2 separate regions of the Pan troglodytes genome follow, and region 1 is linked to region 2. Evidence: chromatin contacts called from public Hi-C data. All regions are on one chromosome and are shown on one strand. The core of a region is the stretch at or near the end of the contact, and the rest is flanking DNA. Distances in the headings are between cores, read along the strand shown.

The links. Hi-C and Micro-C count contacts between places; a contact is called where the count stands out from the background.
Region 1: a Hi-C map of stem cell-derived neural progenitor cells shows a contact between it and region 2, with 3 times the contacts expected there. The contact joins the enhancer-like site here to the promoter of FOXK1 in region 2. A contact is called at or near these places in 1 of 7 Hi-C or Micro-C datasets (stem cell-derived neural progenitor cells) and 1 of 1 other capture datasets (stem cell-derived neural stem cells).

What each region holds. Positions count from the first base shown.
Region 1 is chr6:10,670,574-10,674,277 of NHGRI_mPanTro3-v2.0_pri, reverse strand. All of the region lies in intron 4 of FOXK1 (forkhead box K1), which reads right to left. Among named protein-coding and RNA genes, the nearest start is that of AP5Z1, 30 kb to the left of the region's middle. Within about 2 kb of position 1,982, at least 16 of the 24 cell types and tissues checked have an H3K27ac peak or open chromatin away from gene starts, as enhancers often do. A contact at or near this core is called in stem cell-derived neural progenitor cells and stem cell-derived neural stem cells, where this site is marked.
Region 2 is chr6:10,568,061-10,571,297 of NHGRI_mPanTro3-v2.0_pri, reverse strand. FOXK1 (forkhead box K1) reads right to left here and starts at 1,752. Exons shown (of 11, transcript XM_063815212.1): 1 at 1,479-1,752. The coding sequence starts at 1,669.

The sequences.
Region 1 (3,704 bases), core at 733-3,232, 100 kb before region 2:
TTGAGACAGGGTCTTGCTCTGTTGCCCAGGTTGGAGTGCAGTGGTGACATGATAGCTCGCCACAGCCTCCAACTGCTGGGCTCAAGCGATCCTCCTGCCTCAGCCTCCCGAGTAGCTGGGTCTAAAGACATGAGCCACTGCACCTGGCTAATTAACAAAATTTTTTTTTTTTTAGAGATGGGGTCTCACTATATTGCCCAGGCTTGTCTGGAACTCCTGGCCTCAAGCAATCCTCCTGCCTCAGCTTCCCAAAGTGCGTCACCACGCCCAGCCAACCAGAAACTTTGAAAGAGATGAATCACCCTGCAGGAAGGAACCAAAGTTGTCAGAAAAAGAGTATTTCTAACGTAGATCCAATAACCTCCAAACTCAAAAGACCTCTAACTTTACAAAACAACATAAACCAAGTTAGGACTGAATGTTATCTAGCAATAAGACAGAACTGTTTAAAAATCATGATTAAAAGGGAAAGATTTTGAAGTCAGTTGCTGCATTTTTACTGTATATTTACATACGGCTGACCTTCGCCGAATTGTACGAGTTACTTTCATTTTTGATCTCCACGTTGGAGAAATCAGGAAAAGCCTTAAGAGAAACAGCTCCTGAAGTCTTGCCCTCATGAGCAAAAACAGTCACTCTCTGTGCAATGTCCTTTCACTGAATTTCAGCAGTTTTCTTAAAACTCTACCTCTAAGGAACACTTTTTAGACTGGTGTCTGTCTGATGGAACCTAGAAAATGATTAACTACTTTAATTCTTTCATTAAATACTTTAATTCCTTCCTAAAAACACTTTTTTTTTTTTTTTGAGATGGAGTCTCGCTCTGCCGCCCAGTCTGGAGTGGTGCAACCTTGGTTCACTGCAACCTCTGCCTCCTAGGTTCAAGCAATTCTCCTGCCTCAGCCTCCCGAGTAGCTTGGATTACACACCTGGCTAATTTTTGTATTTTTAGTAGAGATGGGGTTTCACAGTGTTGACCAGGCTGGTCTCGAACTCCTGATCTCAGGTGATCCGCCTGCCTCAGCCTCCCAAAGTGCTGGGATTACAGGCCTAAGCCACCGCGCGCCTGGCCTGTAAAAACCCTTCTTTGCAAAAAGGAAAGAAAAGGTCAAACTTCTGCTAAAGATAGCAGAATTTATTTCAAAGAGAGTTCATTCATTTTCTGGGTGGAGTACTTCAGGGCAGAAAAAAATAAATCAGAAACACACACACACACACACACACACACACACACACACAACCACACACCCACACCCATACCCACCCACCCTGGGAAAAGGAGCGAGGGCCTGCGAGAAACGGAAAGGAAGGCAGGAGGGTGGGGCGGCGGGCGGGGGCAGGGGCAGCTGATCAGGGAGGCTCCCCCAGGAAAAAGCCGCTCCCAAGCCACTCCCGACTCCTGGGAATGAGGGGCCCTGGGCGAGCCCGGCCTACACCGAGCCAGCCACTCCACGGCCAATGAGGACTGGCGAGGCGAATGCACACCAAATTAGGAAGGCAGGCACCGCGGAGGCGGGGCGGCACCGGGAGGGGACAGCCTTGCAGGCAGCCAGCTCTTCTGGCCTGGCCCCGCTCCCACCTCCCGATCTGTTAGGGAGCGCAGCCAGAGAGGAGGAGAGTGGGGAGGTGGCAGGGAAGGGCAGGGAGTGTTTGTAAACACACCGGCTCCACCCTACAGCAGAAACTCAAACTGAAAAGTATCTTGGCAGGGAAAACCTCAAGGGCCTCTGAGGTTTCTAAACACTCAATTGAATTCCACGGTGCTAAGATAAACGGATGTAAACAGAGAGGCTTTTATTGTAACAATGGAAGGCCAAAAAGCCAGACAGCCAGTCCCTAACTTACTGCTTTCTCCGCGCAGAATTCTCCCTAACAAGAATCCGGTCTTTGCACAGGGCGGTTTCAAAGAACAGGACTGGGCGGAAGGAGGGGAAAGGGGTGGCCCCCCACCTTCCTGGCTCCCGCAGCAAGAGCAGGGCGGGTGCAGGCCCAGGGAGCTGCTCGCACCCCCTGACGGGGACTCGCAGTCACAGGAGGCCGCCACCCAGCTTCCCAGAACAGCTCCAGCTGCAAGAGCTTCAGGTGCTCAGTACACAATTTCTTTACTCCCAGCTATAAAAAAGAATGAAATCTTGACCTGGGCAGCAACGCGATGGAGCTGGAGGCCCTTGTCCCAAGTGAACTAACTCAGAAACAATACCTCACAGCGCCTGCTCTTGCTTACAAGCAGTGGCTGAACAGTGAGTACCCGGGAACAGGAAGATCGAAACAATGAGAAACTGGGACTCCTAAGCAGGAAGGGAGGCGGGAGAGGGCGAGGGGTGAAAGATGACCTACGGGGTACGCGGTTCACCCTTTAGGTAACGGGAACCCCAGAAGCGCAATCCCCACCAGTATGTAATATACCCATGTCACAAATATGCACGTGTACCCCCTGAAGCTAAGATAAAATAAAAATAAACAGTATTTTCCCTGCCGTAATTTAAAACACAGGTATCACTTAAGTCCTTCGCAAACCACGACCTCTCTTGTAATAAAAGCGACTTTACTATGCAAATTTGGATTAACACTGGGAAATAGTTTTATTTTTTTAAGCCCCCTCCCGGAGCAAACCAAAACATTTTTCTTTCAATACAGTGAAACCCCATCTCTACTAAAAATACACAAAAATTAGCTGGGCGTGGTGGCATGTGCCTGTATTCCCACCTACTCTCAAGGCTGAGACAGGGGAATTGCTTGAACCAGGGAGGTGGAGGTTGCACTGAGCCGAGATTACGCCACTGCACTCCAGCCTGGGCGACAGAGCAAGACTCCGTCTCAAAAAAAAAAAAAAAAAAAAAAAAAAAAAAAAAAAGCTTCTGTTTAGCTGGATTACAACCTGCTGATTTATAACCCACTGCCAGGCTAAGGCGGGGGCGCTGGCCTAGCCCTTCCTCAGGAGCCCCGGATCGCTGCCTGGCCTGCTTCTCTCTGGACCTGAGGCCTTTGCTACCCACCCCAAAAGCAGCAGGACCAGCATCTTCTGGTGTGAGCTTCCACTAGCACGTGAGCTGGTCTTGGCCACCATTTCTACAGCGCCTTTAAGGTGGTACTAGGTGAAGACTTAAGTACATATACTGTGCTCAACTGCTTTCTTCAGATGCAATTCCCATAACATACAATTCACCATTTATTTATTTACTTAGAAATGGAGTCTCGCTCTATCGCCCAGGCTGGAGTGCAGTCGCGTGATCTCAGCTCACTGCAACCTTCACCTCCTGGGTTCAAGCCAGTCTCCTGCCTCAGCCTCCCGAGTAGCTGGGATTACAGACATGTGGCACCATGCCTGGCTGATTTTTGTATTTTTAGTAGAGACGGGGTTTCACCATGTTGCCCAGGCTGATCTCAAACTCCTGGCTTCAAGTGATCCACCCGCCTTGGCCTCCCACAGTGCTGGCATTACCGGTGTGAGCCACCGCGCCGGGCCAGTTCACTCTTTAAAGTGACTTTTAGGATATTCACAAAATTGAATAACCATCACCACTATCTACTTCTGGAACATTCTCAAAGCTGTATGGACTGCATAAAATACTGCATGTGCACTGCTCAGCACAGGGCCAGGCGGGCACACACCAGGCTTTCGGTCACTTAGGATTCACCATCATCGTCATCCCAGAGGGTCATGACGTCACAGCACTGGCTCAGACGGGAACCGAGCCCGGGAA
Region 2 (3,237 bases), core at 503-3,002:
AGGCTGGAGTGCAGTGGCGTGATCTCAGCTCACTGCAAGCTCCGCCTCCTGGGTTCACTCCATTCTCCTACCTCAGCCTCCCGAGTAGCTGGGACTACAGGCGCCCGCCACCACGCCCGGCTATTTTTTTTGTATTTTTAGTAGAGACGGGGGTTTCACCGTGTTAGCCAGGATGGTCTCGATCTCCTGACCTCGTGATCCGCCAGCCTCGGCCTCCCAAAGTGCTGGGATTACAGGCGTGAGCCACCGCGCCCGGCCTACCTTCTCTTTTCTACGTTTACATACGTAAATACTTACCATTGTGTTACAATTGCTCATATTATTCAGCACATTAACATGCTGTTAAAGGTTTGTAGCTTAAGAGCAACAGGCTGTACCATCCAGGTTTGTGGAATTACACACTATGATGTTCACACAAGGATGAAATTGCCTAACAATGTATTTCTCAGAAGGTATCCCCTTTCCCAAGCGATGCATGACTGTATTCAAGATGCGCTGGCAGCGGTGGCTCAGACCTGTAATCCGAGCCCTTTGGGAGGCTGAGGTGGGAGGATTGCTTGAGGCCAGGCGTTTGAAACCAGCCTGCGCAATACAGTGAGACTCGTTTCTACAAAAATAAAAAATAAAATAATAAAGGATATTGCTGAGCTGGGTGTGGTGACTCACGCCTGTAATCTCAGCACTTTGGGAGGCTAAGGTGGGAGGATTACTTGAAGCCAGGAGTTCGAAACCAGCCTGGGTAACATGGCAAAACCCTGTCTCCTATCAAATACATTAATACAAAAATTAGCTGGGCATGGAGGCTCGCGCCTATAATCCCGGCTACTCGGGAGACTGAAGCAGGAGAATCACTTGAGCCCCGGAGGCTGAGACTGCAGTGAGCCATGGTTGTGCCACTGCACTCGAGCCTGGGCAACAGAGTAAGACACTGTCTCAAGAAAAAAAAAATGTCCCTGGAGTAGATAACTTGAGGAACACTAATTTTACCGAAACAACCGACAATGGCAATGCAATTCTGAGCCTTTGCTATAAAATGGCAGAAAAAGTCAGGAGGAAGTTTGCGTTATGTTTTTATTTTTCCCTGCCACTTGCTTTTTAGTCTTTGCAAACCTTTCTCAAATCCTTTTAGAATAGGGTATGACATTTCTTTCTGTTTTTAAGCAAGAACTATAAGAACTACCACTGACTGAGTGCTTAGGTAACGCCCAATATATTTCACGTAGAATCTCATCAACAGGCCGGGCATCATGGCTCACGCCTGTAATCCCAGCACTTCAGGAGGCTGAGGCGGACGGATGGATTGAGCCCAGGAGTTTGAGACCAGCCTGGGTAACATAGGGAGACCCCTCTTCTCCAAAAAACAACAACAAACTCTCATAAATCTGTAAGAGGTGACATAGTAAAAAATCTGAAACAACACTCTTAATATTTTATCAATTTCCTCCCCCATTCGTTTATTTATTTACGCAGCCACTGACCCAGGCATGGTCATCCCTGCTGGAGGCGGACACAGCCCGCGCCCCCAGGTTCGAGGACACCCAATGTTTAGAAAACGGACCCTGCGAATCCCACCGGCCCCACGTGGACTCTCGGAGGCTCCCTCCTCCCTTTGGAGCCTTGAAGAACGCGCACTAATCCGGCTTCCACCCGTCACTCGCGCACCCGACATTGGGCAGGCGACCCCACCGCCCCGGAATATCCCGGCGCAGCCGTCGCGAGGAGGCAACCGACCCCGCCGCGCCACCGGAAGGCGCCTCGAGACGAGTCGTGCGCACGCGCAATATGCAACGCCGCGCCGCCAGCGGGCGCCGCGGCCAGGCTCGCGCGGTGGGGGAGGGGAGCTGCCGCGCCGGGGCCGGACCACGTGCGCACCACGTGGCGCCCCGGCAGCCCCGGTCCGCGGTAGGGCGGTCCGGCTGGCCACGCTGCGCAGCCAGGAGTCCCCGAGGGTTGCGGGGCCGGTCTCACGGCCGGCGACCCCGCGCCCGCTGACCTCTGACCCCACTCCCCTTAGGGTTACCCCTCGCCGGCAGCCGCGCGGTGTGTTTATAAACAGAGCTCCCGGCGGGCCCCAAAGCCCGGATCGGCGGATTCACGCCAGGGGAACGGAGTCTTCCGCAATTCTGCGCCGCCCGCGCATGCGCCTTAAGGCTGCGCCGCGCTGCTCCTCCTGCGCTTGCGCAGTGGCGGCACAGGGCGGGCCGCGAGCAGGGCCCGGGGCGGGGCCGGGCTCTGCGGCCGGGCAGGGGAGGGGGGCGGAGAGGCGCCCCCGGCCCGTCCCAGCCCTGCTCCTCGCCTTGCGGAGGGTTCACCTGCTGCGTGTCCTTGCGCAGGCCGGCCACTGGCCTCTGAGCCCGGGGCTCTCGCCTGCAAAGTGGGGCCCCTGTGGGTGGTCGTGGAGGTGCAGTGGTGACCTGGATGGACGGCGGCATCGGGCCCCGCAGTGCCCCCTTGGGCAGCTGCACCCAGCAGCTAAGAGGCCCCCTCGAGACACATCAGTCCTAGGGAGGGAGCATACCATGCAGTACGATTTAGCCTTAAAAGGGGTGGAGTGCAGTTTATGTTGTGTATATCTATATATCTCTAATTTTAAATTTTTATTTTTCAGACAGGGTCTTGTTCTGTTGCCCAGGCTGGAGTGCAATGGTGGCGTTACAGCTCACTGCAGTCTCCACCTCCCGGACTCAGGCGTTCGTCCTACCTCAGCCTCCCAAATAGCTGAGACCACAGGCAGGCATCACCACACCCAGCTAATTTTTTTTTTCTTTTTTGAGACGCAGTCTTGCTTTGTCGCCCAGGCTGGAGTGCAGTGGTGCGATCTCGGCTGACTGCAGCCTCTGCCTCATGGGTTCAAGCGATTCTCCTGCCTCAGCCTCCTGAGGAGCTAGGATTACAGGCGTGCACTAACACGCCCAGCTAATTTTTTTGTATTTTTAGTAGAGACGGGGTTTCACCATGTTGGCCAGGCTAATCTCGAACTTCTAACCTCAGGTGATCCGCCTGCCTCGGCCTCCCAAAGTGCTGGGATTATAGGCGTAAGCCACCATGCCTGGCTATGTTTGTTTCTATTTTTGGCAGAGATTAGGTCTTGCTATGTTGCCCAGGCTGGTCTTGAACACCTGGGCTTAAGCGATCTTCTCACCTTAGCCTCCCAAAGTTTTGGGATTACAGATGTGAGCCACCTTGCCTGACCTATATTTTTAATTTAAAAATTTTTAATTGTTAATTTTTATGGGT